2 separate regions of the Oryctolagus cuniculus genome follow, and region 1 is linked to region 2. The links are chromatin contacts, called in public Hi-C maps. All regions are on one chromosome and are shown on one strand. The core of a region is the stretch at or near the end of the contact, and the rest is flanking DNA. Distances in the headings are between cores, read along the strand shown.

What was found. A called contact is a pair of places that touch in the nucleus more often than the background predicts.
Region 1: a contact with region 2 is called in a Hi-C map of an unstated tissue, with 1.7 times the contacts expected there. The contact joins two enhancer-like sites. A contact is called at or near these places in 2 of 6 Hi-C or Micro-C datasets (embryonic fibroblasts and an unstated tissue).

The regions. Positions count from the first base shown.
Region 1 is chr5:97,083,236-97,090,928 of mOryCun1.1, forward strand. The region is part of intron 2 of FILIP1 (filamin A interacting protein 1); the gene reads left to right. LOC138849646 (a long non-coding RNA gene) reads left to right here. Exons shown (of 2, transcript XR_011388647.1): 1 at 1-212; 2 at 2,676-3,738. Among named protein-coding and RNA genes, the nearest start is that of TMEM30A, 110 kb to the right of the region's middle. Within about 2 kb of position 4,231, at least 1 of the 8 cell types and tissues checked has an H3K27ac peak or open chromatin away from gene starts, as enhancers often do.
Region 2 is chr5:96,963,993-96,971,633 of mOryCun1.1, forward strand. The region is part of intron 1 of FILIP1 (filamin A interacting protein 1); the gene reads left to right. Among named protein-coding and RNA genes, the nearest start is that of FILIP1, 85 kb to the left of the region's middle. Within about 2 kb of position 2,924, at least 3 of the 8 cell types and tissues checked have an H3K27ac peak or open chromatin away from gene starts, as enhancers often do.

The sequences.
Region 1 (7,693 bases), core at 2,981-5,480, 120 kb after region 2:
TAAGAATGCCAGCTCTGGAGTCAGCTTGCCCAGATTTGCATCCTGACATACCACTCATTTAGTTGTGTGTCTTGAATTTCTCTGTACCTACCTCAGCTGCCTTATTTACAAAATGGTGATTTAATAGTGTTTATCTAATAAAGTCATTGTGAAGTTTAAATGAGGTGATGATTATGAAGCACTTTGGACATTTTCTGGTGTGGTGGGAAGATGTGGGGAGCAGCTCGGACTAGACTAAGTTACTGGAATTAAGACTTATTCTATGCATCTGCTCTCCCACAATATGGCGCTGGGAGAGGAGGAAACAGCTTCTACCCAGCTGCCTCTCACCAACTTGACAAGCTGCAGGACCTGCTCCTGATTGGAGGAGAGCAGCGTACTCGGCGTGTAGGTAGCAGAGTTGGGATTGGTGGAAGAGGACTATAAAGGAGGAGAGAGACAACATGCACCAGGAACATCTATCTGAAGGAACACCTGTGCAGCCCCCGAGAGAGCCGGCCGGCGGTGTGCCGCTCTCGCGCGGAAGTGGGGAAAGTGGCAGGGGGCCTGCCCCTCCACGGAGGTGGAGGGACGGTAGCCAACCTGGGAAGAACCAGCAGCAAACCCGGGGAGGGCCGAGCAGACAAAAGAACAGCGCAGGGTCCTGTGTCGTTCCTCCACGAAGAGGGGGAGTGACATAATGGTGCCGTGACTTGGATATGAAGCCTAGGCAGGGTTAGTGTCGTTCCTCCACGAAGAGGGGGAGCGACATAATGGTGCCATAACTCGGATATGAAGCCTAGGCAGGGTTTAGTGTCGTTCCTCCATGAAGAGGGGGAGCGACATAATGGTGCTGTGACTCGGATAGGAAACCTAGGAGGAAAGAAACGGGAAGAAGTGGGAAAATACCGGAGAGACTAGCAAAGAGCCTAGGGAAAAGCCGGACGGAAAAGGTGCCGGAAGAAGCTATTGAAAGCCTAGGCATAGACTCGGATACGGACTGTGGGAAAGAAGTTAGGATTTAAAGTGAAAGCAAGAAGAAACTTAGACTCAGATACGGACTGCAGGTTGAAAGTAAAAGTGAAACCTAGAAGAAACTTACTCGGATACGGACTGTGGGGAGAAGCCAGGAGAAATGAGAGGGGAATATTGTTGGAAGAAAAGTTAGGAAACATACTGGGTAGAGAAAAATGTTAGGGAGGATGCAGCCGCGGGGGCAGGCCGAGGCGGAGACGTAAGCTAGCTTGGAATTCTTCAAGTCAGCCCGGGGAGCAAAAGGCGAAAATCTGGAACCAGAGGCAGAGACGTGGGCCGCCAGGTTGGAATCCGTCAGATTAGCCCGGGGAGCAAAAGACGGAAAGGCAAACCGAAAGGCGCAGACGTGAGCTAGGTTGAATTCGCCAGGTTAGCCCGGGGAACTTGGACTGAATGCTGGTGGCGGAGTGAGCTGGGCTGTGTGACTTGCGGAAGCCGCCGCATGCAGAGAGAGCGCACGGGGCACAAATGGGGAGAGTGCACGGGGCGCGAATAGAAGCCGGTAAGCCGCGCAGAGCCGGGAAGCCACTGTGGGGGAGGCGCCGAGAAGCAGCCTCGGGGCGGGCGCCGGGAAACCGTGGGGATAAGAGAAACAAGTTTAGAAGTAAAATGAGAGAAATAGGAATGCTGGTAGATAGAAGTAAAATAGGAGAAATAGGAATGCCCGGAGATAGAGAAATAACAGAAAAATAAGGCCTCCCCACAACAACGGCAATGAGAGAGCTTGGATTCCGTCTGCCTAATTAGTAAGACGATAAGCACCTGTGGGCGGCTGCAGGTCACCGAAGACAGGCACGTTATCAACATCAATAAGTCTCCCCACAATACGGCAATGAGAAGGCTTGGATTCGGTTTGCCTGATTGCTAGGGCTTGTAAGCACCTGCAGGCAGTTCTAGCAGAGCAGAGCATGCGCTGCAGGGCACCGAACACAGGCACGCATCAGCGCCTAAAAACCTCCTCACAACATGGCGAAGAGAGGACCCGGATTCGGTTTGCCTGATTGATAGGGCTTGTAAGCACCTGTGGGCAACTCCAGCAAGCAGAGCAGAGTGTGTGCCGTGGGACACCGAAGACAGGCGTGTATCAACGCCAAAAATAAAAAGAAAGGGGGATCTGTGGGGAGCAGCTCGGACTAGACTAAGTTACTGGAATGAAGACTTATTCTATGCATCTGCTCTCCCACAATATGGCGCTGGGAGAGGAGGAAACAGCTTCTACCCAGCTGCCTCTCACCAACTTGACAAGCTGCAGGACCTGCTCCTGATTGGAGGAGAGCAGTGTACTCAGCGTGTGGGTAGCAGAGTTGGGATTGGTGGAAGAGGACTATAAAGGAGGAGAGAGACAACATGCACCAGGAACATCTATCTGAAGGAACACCTGTGCAGCCCCCGAGAGAGCCGGCCGGCGGTGTGCCGCTCCCCTGCGGAAGTGGGGAAAGTGGCAGGGGGCCTGCCCCTCCACGGAGGTGGAGGGACGGTAGCCAACCTGGGAAGAACCAGCAGCAAACCCGGGGAGGGCCGAGCAGACAAAAGAACAGCGCAGGGTCCTGTGTCGTTCCTCCACGAAGAGGGGGAGTGACATAATGGTGCTGTGACTTGGATATGAAGCCTAGGCAGGGTTAGTGTCGTTCCTCCACGAAGAGGGGGAGTGACAGGAAGAGAGCATGAGAGAGCGAGTAAGAGAGAAAGAACTATGTATAGCTATAGAAGAAAACAATCCCGAAAGGATCTATGTCAAACTCTTAGAACTGCCTTGGCAAGTGGAATCTGCAAAGATGGGGCAAATGCTCTTTACTTTTTCTTTAATCACTTCTTTAATGTTGATTTTTTTTAAAATTAAGTTTTATTATATCACAATTTTGAATCTTTTAAAGTTAGTGATAATTTATCACAATAAATTAATTCAGAAAGAGCACAATTCAAGCTAGTTTACATAGAATCAAAGCAGTGAAAGAGATCATAATTCTTTTTTGGAGGACACTATTTAAATGCATATTGCGGTCTATGATATTATTTGTTCCTTTGAGTTCAACAGGACTTGGTTATTTCCAGCAGAGTTGAGCAAGTTGAGAAACTTCTTAAATCTTGTCTTATATACATAGAGAGGAGCAGAGCCAGAATCAACTCAAATGCCCTGCTTTCTTTAGGGCCCCTCCACTCTTTATACATTATAGTGTTGATCATTCCCCATGGAGATCCGGTTTTAGGGAGAAAAATAAGCTTATTTACATAATCATGACACCCAGTAGAATGGAGATAGCACATCTTCTAGTGCACTGGCTAATTTGTTTTAAGTGTGTATAAAAATATAAGAAAAACTTTCAAAATAATGGTCACTCTCCTGGTAGTTTCTTATCTCCTGTAAGGTCTAATTATATTGACGTCTTTGGCTTTTGTGGCTGATAAACTAAGCCTTTCACCTCGTGGGTAATTTAACATGGTTAGCTTTGGTTGAGATCTCATTTTTCTGGCTACAGATTCACAAGATCCCCCAAAGAGTCTATTCAGTAATTGTGATGCATTCCTGTAGTATTTAAGACTAAGCCCTAAAAGCTTTGCTTTGTGTACTTGATCTGTAGTGACCTTTAGAGTTTGCTGCCCACTGAACCGAAGGTCTTCCTTGTGAAATCATAGAATAGTGCCCCAGTTCACTTTCTGTTACTTGATATCACTGAACAAAAATACCATTATCATTGTCTGAGACAAAAAAAAAAATAAAAAAGATCTGGTACCCTGTCTCTTTAAGAGTTTAAGAATAGCAAACACAGTAGAGTTAATTCTTCTGGGGGCTGTGCCTTGAGAATTTTCTGGCTCAGAATCAAGCTACAGATAATTAATTATGTCAGTGAAAAGCTCTGATGGCCTGTTCTCTTCAGAGAAAAGTGACATCATCCATAGAATTCTCTGGCAATAAAGAAGAACAAAGCTGTGAGTGCAGGAAATAACAGACAGATGTCCATGGGTGCATATTTTATCTACTTCAAAGTGTGCTGGAAAAAGTCACGCTGTAGGGCTGTCCTCCCAGCAGCAGTGGCTTGGCAAGAGGTCTCAGAGAGTCGGGGAAGTGAATTTACAGGATTGGGTTCGCTGCCTCACGTGCTCTAAAGATTGAAGTGAAGCATTCTTAGAGAAGTTACTGAAAAGACGACAATGCTCAGAAAATGTTGGCAAAACGTGGAGAGCCAGCCAGGTAATGTAGCGTGGGGAAACCGGGCCAGATGGCTGCGGCCCCGTTTGTGGACGTTAATGTGGGAAGCATTACCCAGCGAGCTTCATCCCAGGGCCTTCCCTTGCTCTGTGTTTGCATCATATTTTCACAGAAAACTGTTACTGACCCACACAGCAATATGTAGTGGGAAAAAATATTTTGAAGCCAAATAACCCTGTTTGTTCATAATGATGTGACCCTGGGCCTGCTATTTAATTTCTTTGAGCCTTATTTCCTTCATCTGTACAATGAGATTAACTAAAGTAACTTAAATAATGCCCCTAAAAATAATTTTGCCCACAGTATGGTGGCATATAAGTATTGGTTGTTATTAAATACAATTCTGTCCTTCCCTGCAAAATATATTAGTTTCATGTTACATATCTAGAGCCAGATGTTTATTAGCTGAAACAGATGTTTACTTACAAAAAAAATTTAAGCATAATACAAAGGTCATATTTATTACTTGGAGTAGAAACTACTATTCCAGAACTTCCTTCTTTAAAATGTACTTATTTTCATTTTATTTGAAAGGTAGAGGAGGTAGGGGAGAGATATCTTTCATCATTCTCCAAATGACTGCAATAGCAAGGCTGGGCCAGGCTGAAGCCAGGAGCCAGGAACTCCATCCAGGTCTCTTATGTGGGCGGCAGGGATGCAAGTGCTTGAGCCATAACCTGCTGCCTCTGGGTACATGTTAGCAGGAAGCTGAATCAGTGGTAGAATAGTCAAAACTTGAACCAGGCACTCTGAGATGGGATGTGGTCATCCCAAGCAGCTACTTAACCACTGTGCCAGAGGACACTCACCCTGAACTTTCTTTTTAAAAGCATATAATCTAATTATCAGAGTAAAACAGATTCAATATTTGCATTCTCAGTAAAGGCACTATTAATCTCAACAGGGTGAAGACGACTTCTTGAAGGGGAGAATTAAAGAAATATTAGTTGTGACAATGATTTATGGTTCACAAAAGGACCATAGTACATACAAATATATGTAGTATTTCTGTGGTATTAAAATTTTATAAGGAGGCACAATGAGGGAAAAAGTGTTTGCAAAATCTTAGGAGAGCAAAATTGAAAAAAGATTTTGAAAAATACTGATTCAGAGAAATTGTTACAAAGAATATAGTCATCCATAATTTCACCAACTTGAAAGAACAATTTCAAATATTTTGGTGAGTATTTTTGTTCACATATATTTTTTCCTTAGTTGTAAGCTCAGAGTACATACAACTTTGATATTTATTGTAGGCATTTCTGACATTATTTAACATCCCTTGACATACAATTTGTAAATGGGAAAATATTTTTAAACTACATGTAATACTTTATCCTGTGGCTATACACTATTTGATGGTCAGAGAGAGGAGGAGGGGACAGGGAGCCCCCATCCACTGGTTCACTCAATGGCTAGGGCTGAGGAATCAATCCATGTCTCCCACATAGGTATCAAAGGACCCAACTACACGAACATTGCCTGCTGCATCCCAGAGCATGCAGTGACAGGAAGCTAGAATCAGAAGCAGAGGCCACACTTAATCTAAGGTGTCCAGTTTGGGATGAGGGCACCCCAACTGACTTTATAACCAATAGACCAAATGCCCATCTCCTATACCCAGTTTTTTACTGTTATAAATAACATTATATTTGTGTAATAATATTTACCCTTCTTGTTAAACTACTTAACTAAAAGGTATGAATATTTTTTAAGAAGCAAAGGGACAGAAAGACAGACAACCAGACAGTCAGACAGGGCTCCCATGTGTTGGTTCATTCCTCAGATGCCCACCGCGGCTGGTGCTCCAAAGCACAGAGCCAGAATTCAGTCTAGGTCTACCACTTTGGTGGCAGAAATGCAATTACTTGAACCACCATTGCTGCCTCCAAATGTCTGCATTAGCAGGAGGCTAGGATCAGAAGCTAGAGCTCAGAATTGAATTCAGGCACTCTAATGAGGAAAGCAGACATCTTAACTTCTAGGCCAAATGCCTACTCCAAGGTATGAATTATTTTTTAAGATATTTATTTATTTATTTGAAATGCAGAGTTACAGAGAGGGAGAATAGGGGCAGAGGGAGAGAGAGAGAGAGAATAAGAGATTGAGGAATCTTGATCTTCCATCTGATGGTTCACTCTTCAAATGGCTGCAGTGTTCAGGCCTGGACCAGGCTAAAGCCAGAAGCCAGGAGCTTCTTCATGGTCTCTCATGTGGGTAGCAAAGGCCCAGGTACTCTTGGGCCATCCTCTGCTGCTTTCCCAAGTGCATTAGCAGGGAGCTGGATCAGAAGTGTAGCAGCTGGGACTCAAACTGGCACTCATATGGGATGCCAGAACTGCAGGGGGAGGCTTTACCTGCTACACCACAGTGCCAGGCCCAAGTATGAATATTTTTAAAAATTGTTTGGGGCCGGCGCTGTGGCTCACTTGGTTAATCCTCTGCCTGCAGCACCGGCATCCCATATGGGTGCCGGGTTCTAGTCCCAATTGCTCTTCTTCCAGTCCAGCTCTCTGCTGTTGCCCAGGAGGGCAGTGGAGGATGGCCCAAGTGCTTGGGCCCCTGCAGCCACATGGGAGACCAGGAAGAAGCACCTGGCTCCTGGCTTCGGATCAGCGTAGCACCGGATGTAGCGGCCATTTAGGGGGTGAACCAATGGAAGGAAGACCTTTCTCTCTGTCTCTCTCTCTCATGAGTAGTTAAAAAAAAAGTAGTTAAAAGAAATTTTATTTATTTATTTATTTAGAAGGCAGAGTTACAGAGAGCAGACACAGAGAGAGAAAGAGAGCTTCCATCTGCTGGTTCACTCCCCAGCTGGCTGCAACTACCAAAGCTGAACCAATCTGAAGCCAAGATCCAGGAACTTCCTCTGAGTCTCCCACAAGAACTTGGGCTATCTTCCACTTCTTTCCCAGGCCATAGCAGAGAGCTGGATCAGAAGTAGTGAACCTCGATCTCAAACTGGCACCCAAATGGGATGCCGGTACTGCAGACGGCAACTTTATCTGCTAAGCAACAACGCCAGTCTCCCAAGTATGAATATTTTTAATTCAACAGGTTCAAAGACTTTTGTGTGTATCTATTGCCAAATTAGTTTTCAGGATCCCTCCATTCTTCAAGCGGTCTGAGAAATGGAGAATTCACTGAGGACATACAGCGTAATAATTGTGTTTGCTACATATCTATCCAGTGTTGATCTTCTTAATGGCTTCAAGTTACAATTGATCCTCATTAATAACAGATCCTATAACTGTTAATTTGTACCTCCCTGCTAAAATATACCTGTAACCCCCAAATCAATAATTGTAGTACTTTTATGGCCATGCAGAGTGGCAAATAGTTTAAATTGCCTGGTGTGCACTTTCCCAACTGAGATTCAACAAAGTGTACTGTGCCTTCTTGTGTCAGCTTGCATACTTTAGACAAATATCTTCTTTGTAATGTTTACTGCCTTGATTTTCACAGTTTTGT
Region 2 (7,641 bases), core at 1,674-4,173:
AATTTACTCTTTTTTGAAAAAGATTTATTTATTGATTTGAAAGGCAGAATTACAGAGAGAGAGAGAGAGTGATTGATTTCATCTACTGCTTCATTCCCTAAATGGCTGCAGTAGCCAGAGCTGGGTTAGGCTGAAACCAGGAGCCTGTAACTCCATCTAGATCTACCTTAGTAGCAGGGGCCCAAGCACTTGGGCCATCTTCTGCTGCTTTCCTGGGTGTCTTAACAGGGCTGGATCAGAAGTGGTGCATCTAGGACTCAAATCAGTACCCATATGAGATATAAGCCTCGCAGGTTTTGGGCCCCAACTTACTCTTTTAAAAAGTTGTTCAGCAATAGTCCCTATGGAATTTTTTTCCAGTGAAATTTTTGGAATATTTTATCTATTCACTAAACAGTTATTTCCCTGTGGTTATAATATTACCTTATTTTTTTAATTGAAACTTTAGGATTTACACATTGTAAATAATACTAAGCTTATTTTATTTTGCTGGCAGATGAGAGTTTCTTCATAAGGCTACCTGAAGATGTTAGACTTTAGTCAGTCTGTCTAACTCACATTTTCATTTGTTTGATTTTATTTCTTTAAGCATGTGGGTTTTATAAAGGCAACAGTATATGAAGTGAGGGGGCAAGCTTTGATTGAGATAGAATTCAATAGAAAGCATTAAGAGAAAAAAAGATTTGCATAACTTGTTAGAAAAATGACATGTGAAAGTTTGCAACATATATTTATATAGACATTACTTTAAATATCCATGGATAGTAGTAGAATAAAAGATGGCTTAATAAAAATGCATTCATTTTCTTGAATCTGAGTTGAAGATATAATAACAAGGTTCTGTTCATGGACAAGGAGTCAGAAAAGGCTAGTAGCATGGGCGAGCCAGATGGTCTGGATTCTGATTTTAGCTCATTGTGACCTTGGGTTAATTACTCTCTGTGCTTCAATTTCCTCATCTGTAAAATGAGAATAATTTGATGGGGGTATGTCAAACTGTGGAAAATACAATTAAAAGATAAGTTTATTTTGGTACAAAAATTCTTGAAGTGCATGCGTATTAGGAGGGTCTTCAAAAAGTTCATGGAAAAAGTGAAAAAGCTATATGTGGATTGCAAAAGTTTTTGGCACCAAAATAAAATTTTTAACTCCATTTTCTATGAAGTTTTTAAAGCCCCTCATAGTTCTCCACAGAGTTGTTTTGAAGACTAGATGACTTAAGGCAATTTTCAGTTCCCTAGTAGAATCCTATGTAAAATTACACTATTATTGTTTTCTTATCACCCCATAAGTGAATTTGTTTAATCTTTGGTGCTCACAGAATTCTTGAAGACAAGTGAACTCATACAGGTGTGAACTCAAATTCATAGATCACAGGAAAAGCACTGTTTAAATTTGGAAATTTGGAAACCTGTTTGGGACGTATTTTGTTGCTGGATTCTGTAAGCAGTCACACTGAACAGCTGCCTGTAATATAATGTGGAATTTATGTTTCTTTTTTAAAAAGATTTATTTGTTTATTTGAAAGGCAGAGTTACAGAGAGAGAAGGATGGCCACAACAGCCAGAACTGGACCAGGCTGAAGCCAGGAACCAGGAGCCAGAAGCTTTATCTGGGTCTCCCATATGGGTGCAGGGGCCCAAGTACTTGGGTCGTCTTCTACTGCTTTCTCAGGCGTATCAGCAGGGAGATGGATCAGTAGTGGAATAGCCGGGACATGATCCAGTGCCCATCTGGGATCCTGATGCTGCAGAGGGAAGCTTAAACTCACTGCGCTTCAGCGCCGGCCCTGGAATTTGTTTCAAACCCTCCCTTATCACCGAGTAGTTTGCTGTCTTATAGAAGCATTGCTAAAAAGGCAAAGAAATCACCCACAGCATAGACTGTTCTATGGTTTCTATATTTGTAGTTGGAGATAAAGTGTGTTTATACATAGTGCCTGGGTGTCTCTTTCACAGCCAACTATACCGGATAATGCAGACCAATGGAGAGATCCTCTTCCATGGAGGGACATGATATTAAATTTATCATTCTTCATTTCTGATCTTAGATGATTTGTTTTGTTTAACTAACCTAGTAACAGATAAAAATGAAAAGACCAAAAAAGGTCATCTTATGCTAACTTCAACCTTACCAAATAGAGTTGAATTCTTGCTATTCATTGCTGTTAATCCTATTCATTCTTCTTAGACATGACAAGAAAATCATATTCCAAGACAAACAGAAGAAGTATTATATCATAAAGATGTGTGTGTATATTCTGAGGTGCTTAATAGTCTCTATACTTAACAAAAAATACATGAATCACCCTTAAAGCAGGAAAGTTTCTTTATAGCTCTAGTGACAAGAAACCCTAAGCAGGATAATTAGGTTTAGAGCTGTTAATTGTACTTATTTTTTCTTGTTTTGAAGGGATGAGTCTATAAAATATAAGGCAAAGTAAGTCTCATAATTGTCCTTCTTTGATGAAACCTAGAAGTAGGGTGAAGGAAGGAAGAATAGGAGGAGGAAAAGAAGAAAAGGAAAATAAAAAAGGAAAGAACTTTTCTTGACTTTGCAGAATGCATTATAGAGACTCTAGGCCAAAAAAATTAAGGAACTTCAGGAAAATATATTGGATTATGTTCTTCTTTTCCCTTACATGATCACTCCTACTCTAGCTAATAAGAGAAATAAAAAGGATGCATGCAGGTTACAGCTTTTTCTGCAGTAGTAGCTGAGGATGTTTAATTTCAAAAGCCAAGCAGCCTGTTGTGGAAGAACTTAGACTAAGGAAAGTCAAACATGAATTGAGCAGCTTTAGCTGGCTCTTGACCAGCTGATTGCAGAAACTGAGAAACTCCCAGCAGAGAAATGAAGTCACATAACGTTACCCTGTGCCCCTCGCGCCTCTCTGTCCCTGAGAGCTTTGTTTAAGCCACAGCAACACTGTTATGTCAAAGGAAGGTTTGTGTTCTTAGCCTTTTTGGGAAGTGGTGTCAACATGTGTAATACTGGGTGATTTATGTGTTTCTGAGGCCTGTGAAAAACGAACGAAAAGGAATTTTGAAAGCTAATGCAGCATTTGTCTCAAGTGATCTGACTCTAAGTGAACACTGAAGGTTTAAGGATTTTTCTAGTTTTAGTTCCTTGGTTAAATGCTATCCTCCTTCAACTACCTCCTTCCCCCAAACATAGATAAGACTGATGATCATTACTTCGTTGGCTGAGGACTTCCGTGTCTGCATTTGAAAATAGTATTTTTTTTCTTTTGCTTTTGTAGTGATTGTAACTTCAATCCTCCCCAGTTACTTTGAAGAAACAAATTATCAGCTGCTGTCTTTGTTAGGAAAGGGTGTAAGAAAGCCATGAAATGAACATTATCAGAGTTGGCCAAATGCATTCCTTAAAAATAATTTGCTAAAAATTTAAGGCCAAAATATGATTTGATTGCAAACAGTAGACTGCTGACATCACCAACATAATCAAGTTACTGCCAACTTGCCTTGTTTATCTAAATGATCTTTGTAAAAATAAGGTTTTCCCATATACACACACATGAGTCATCGGCAATGCAGTAATAAGAATAAATGGACTTTCTTTTTCCTTAATATACTTATATCTTAAGTAACTCATTTTAGAGCTTGCTTCTTTGAGGTACCACAGCACAACAGGAAAGGAAGAGGTATTGCTGAGTTCATAATGCTATTTCAGTGTGGCAGCCTAAGTACTTGAGGAAATGACACCCTGGGCCTGTATGTTGAGCCTTGCAGTTACTGTGACGACAACACACACTAATGGAAAACAAAGGTGGTCTGCTTACCAGGGTGAGCCAGGAAGAGTTTTGCCAGCTCAGATTTTTCCTAATTATTCTATAAGTCTTGAAATGTGACACTGAAGGTATTCAAGGCTCTTTGTGTTTCATTAACTGTTGAGTAAGTGACACATGCTTGAAGAGGAGCCTGGTATTTGGATCAGGGAGTGGCCTTGCATATAGGCTTAACTTTCACATGTTCTCTGATTTAGACACCACCAAACCAAATGCTTCGGTCACAGCCTGTTGTTTGTTCTGGTCTTTAAGGAAGTCAGCTGCATTGGTGGAGTTCACTCCTCAGAGGCCTCTCAAATTGAGTAAGACATTCCCACCTTCCACATTCTGCTCATTCCATACATCATTGCCCAGCATACCAGGTGTTCTGACCAATGACCAGGATACCTAAACCCAACTGGTATAATGATATGCAATATAATGATAATAGCCACATATGATACATATTATCTATTTGATGTTTGAGTATATATAAAGATATGTAGTATCCAATATATACGTAATTTACTTATATTGTGTATAAAATGATCATAATAATAGCATATACTCAAGATTACTGAGCCATTGTGTCAAGCACTTTACATGAATGATTTTATTTGCTTATAATAATGATGCTTTTTATGCCGGCACCGCGGCTCACTAGGCTAATCCTCTGCCCAGCGGCGCCGGCACACCGGGTTCTAGTCCCGGTCGGGGTGCCGGATTCTGTCCCGGTTGCCCCTCTTCCAGGCCAGCTCTCTGCTGTGGCCAGGGAGTGCAGTGGAGGATGGCCCAAGTGCTTGGGCCCTGCACCCCATGGGAGACCAGGAGAAGTACCTGGCTCCTGTCTTCGGATCAGCGCGGTGCACCGGCTGCGGTGGCCATTGGAGGGTGAACCAACGGCAAAGGAAGACCTTTCTCTCTATCTCTCTCTCACTGTCCACTCTGCCTGTCAAAAAAAAAAAATAATAATGATGCTTTTTTGTCCCTACTTAATAGATTAGGAAAATAATGTTTTCCAAGTGTCAAGTAACTTGCCCAGTGGTAGATTTGAAATTAAAAATCAGGCAGTTTGATCTTGTTTGACCCATATTTTCTTTTCCCTTTTTTAAAAAAGATTTATTTTTATTTATTTGAAGGATAGAGTTACAGAGAGAGGTAGAACGAGAGCAAGAGTGAGAGCGAGAGAGAGAGAGGTCTTCCATTTCTATCTGCTGGTTGGCTCCCCAGATGACCACAATGGCCAGAGCTGAGCTGATCCAAAGCTAGGAGCCAGGAACTTCTTCCAGGTCCCCCATGTGGGTGCTGGGGCCCAAGGACTTGGGCCATTTTCCACTGCTTTCCTAGGCCATAGTAGAGAGCTGGATCAGAAGTAGAGCAGCCAGGACTTGAACTGGCGCCCATGTGGGATGCCGGCACTGCAGGCTGGGGCTTTAATCTGCTGAGCCACAGTGCTGGCCCCAACTCATATTTTCAACCACTTTTCTGCAGTGCACATGGTTGTTGGAGGGACACCTTCACTGAGATGACTGTGGGATGGTTTAATGAAAGGTACAGAATGTGACAGTGCAGGTGCTCAGCTGCCACTGTAGTTTGAAAAGATTCATCGTGGCTCACTTGGTTAATCATCCACCTGTGGCACCTGCATCCCATTTGGGCACCTGGTTCTAGTCCTGGTTACTCCTCTTCCAGCCCAGCTCTCTGCTGTGGCCCAGAAGTGCATTGGAGGATGGCCCAAGTGCTTGGGCCCTGCACCCCATGGGAGACCAGGAGAAGCACCTGGCTCCTGGCTTCAGATCAGTGCAGCGCTGACCATGGCGGCCATTTGGGGAGTGAACCAATAGAAGGAAGACCTTAAAAAAAGATTCACTAGGAGCAAAGGTTAAAGAGATTGGGGTCAAGCAGACAAAGTGGAACCAGAAACTTCAGTGGCCAGTGGGGTTGGGCAACCCAGAAAGAGCCCTGGGGCTCTGAAATGCAGAAGTAATTCTTGCTGCCACTGATGTTGTAATATAGCTCTCCATTTCTACCCTGCTGAGTTGATTCCATGGGGCTGGATGCCATGGAAGGTTTGATTTTATAATATATTATGACTACTGTTGCAGTCACATCCTTTGGTACCATTTGTCTGTTGCCCCTGCTGACAACACAGAACCACACCTTCCATTGTAACATTCAATATGCTCTAATGGTCTCTAGTTTGGTCATAAAAAGACGGTTTGTGAAATGAGCTTCAGAGGGAACCCTACAAAATAACTTATTCAAGTTGCTGGCATCAGTATTCCTTCAAGAAGCCGTGTGTGTGTGTGTGTGTGTGTGTGTGTATTTGTAAGAAGAGGCACTGAGGAAGGGGACAGAAATCTGTTCCATTTATGAAGGTACCTCAAAAGTTTCTAGAAAATTAAATTAAAAGATAAGCTTACTTTGGTGCAAAAAACCTGAAATCTATGCATATTAAAGATCTTCATAAACTTTCTTGAAAATACTCAATATGAAAGAGCTATGCATGAATTTTGTAACTTTTTTTGCACCAAAATAAACTTAAAAAAATAAATAAACTAATTCCATTTTTAATTCCATTTTTCCATGAACTCTTTGGATTACTTTTTTTTTTTTTTTTGACAGGCAGAGTGGACAGTGAGAGAGAGAGAGACAGAGAGAAAAGTCTTCCTTTTGCCGTTGGTTCACCCTCCAATGGCCGCCGCGGCCGGTGCACTGCGCTGATCCGAAGGCAGGAGCCAGGTACTTATCCTGGTCTCCCATGGGGTGCAGGGCCCAAGTACTTGCACCATCCTCCACTGAACTCCCTGGCCACAGCAGAGAGCTGGCCTGGAAGAGGGGCAACCGGGACAGAATCCAGTGCCCTGACCGGGACTAGAACCTGGTGTGCAGGCGCCGCAAGGCGGAGGATTAGCCTAGTGAGCCGCGCTGCCGACTGAATTACTTTCATAATAGCTTCTTATTGGCTTCCATTAACTTTGTTGAAGTAGTGAGTTGTCAATCTGGCAGCATGATGTTCTATGAAAATAAAACAAAAGCAAAGCAGACCAAAACAAAGCAAGAGGGCTTGCTATAGTTTAAGGAAAATTATCTGATACTTTCCAGCCAGACATTTGCTATGGCAAAGCTGTGACATAAGACATTTTTTTTCAATCTTTATCTTTTTAAACAAAGAGTACCTGAATGATGCTAAATGTCTCACTGCTTGGAAATAATTAGAATTTCTGAGTTCCCTTTTGCATACCTGGCATTTAGCTTTTGAGTTGTCTGCAGTAAAAGGAGAACAACTATAATAAAATATTTGTGGAGCAGATAATGCTTTACTTTTTCTGATACCAGTGGCCATAAATACTCTACTTTTACAGAGAAAGTAAATGTTTCATATGGCATGAATACATATAACAGAATGAACCTCTAAGAAATTCTGTAAGTTGAAAACAGTGCCTTGTTATAACTGTAATAATATACCCTAATCTCCTTTTGACCCCCAAATACACACACACACACACACACAAGGCACATAGACACAGGCACACACTCATTATTGGTTAAGGGGCAACTTATTTGACTGGTTAAGCATCTTCCTGAAGCAAATATACCATTTGATCTGTGCTACAGACCTATTTAAACAATGGAGGAAAAATTGATAAAGGCAGAGATATATTACATTTCATCAAGGTCTTCAGTTTCATTGACATGATTTCTCCTGATTTACTTGCAATAACCTCAGAATTTTGTTTTTTTTTTTTCTCTATCTTTATGTAAAAAGGTCTGATGGTTTCAAAGGAAGAAAAGAATCAGTATTGTTGCATTTGGAGACAAAAGGCTTGGCTCATTGGCTCCTGGAAGTCCTT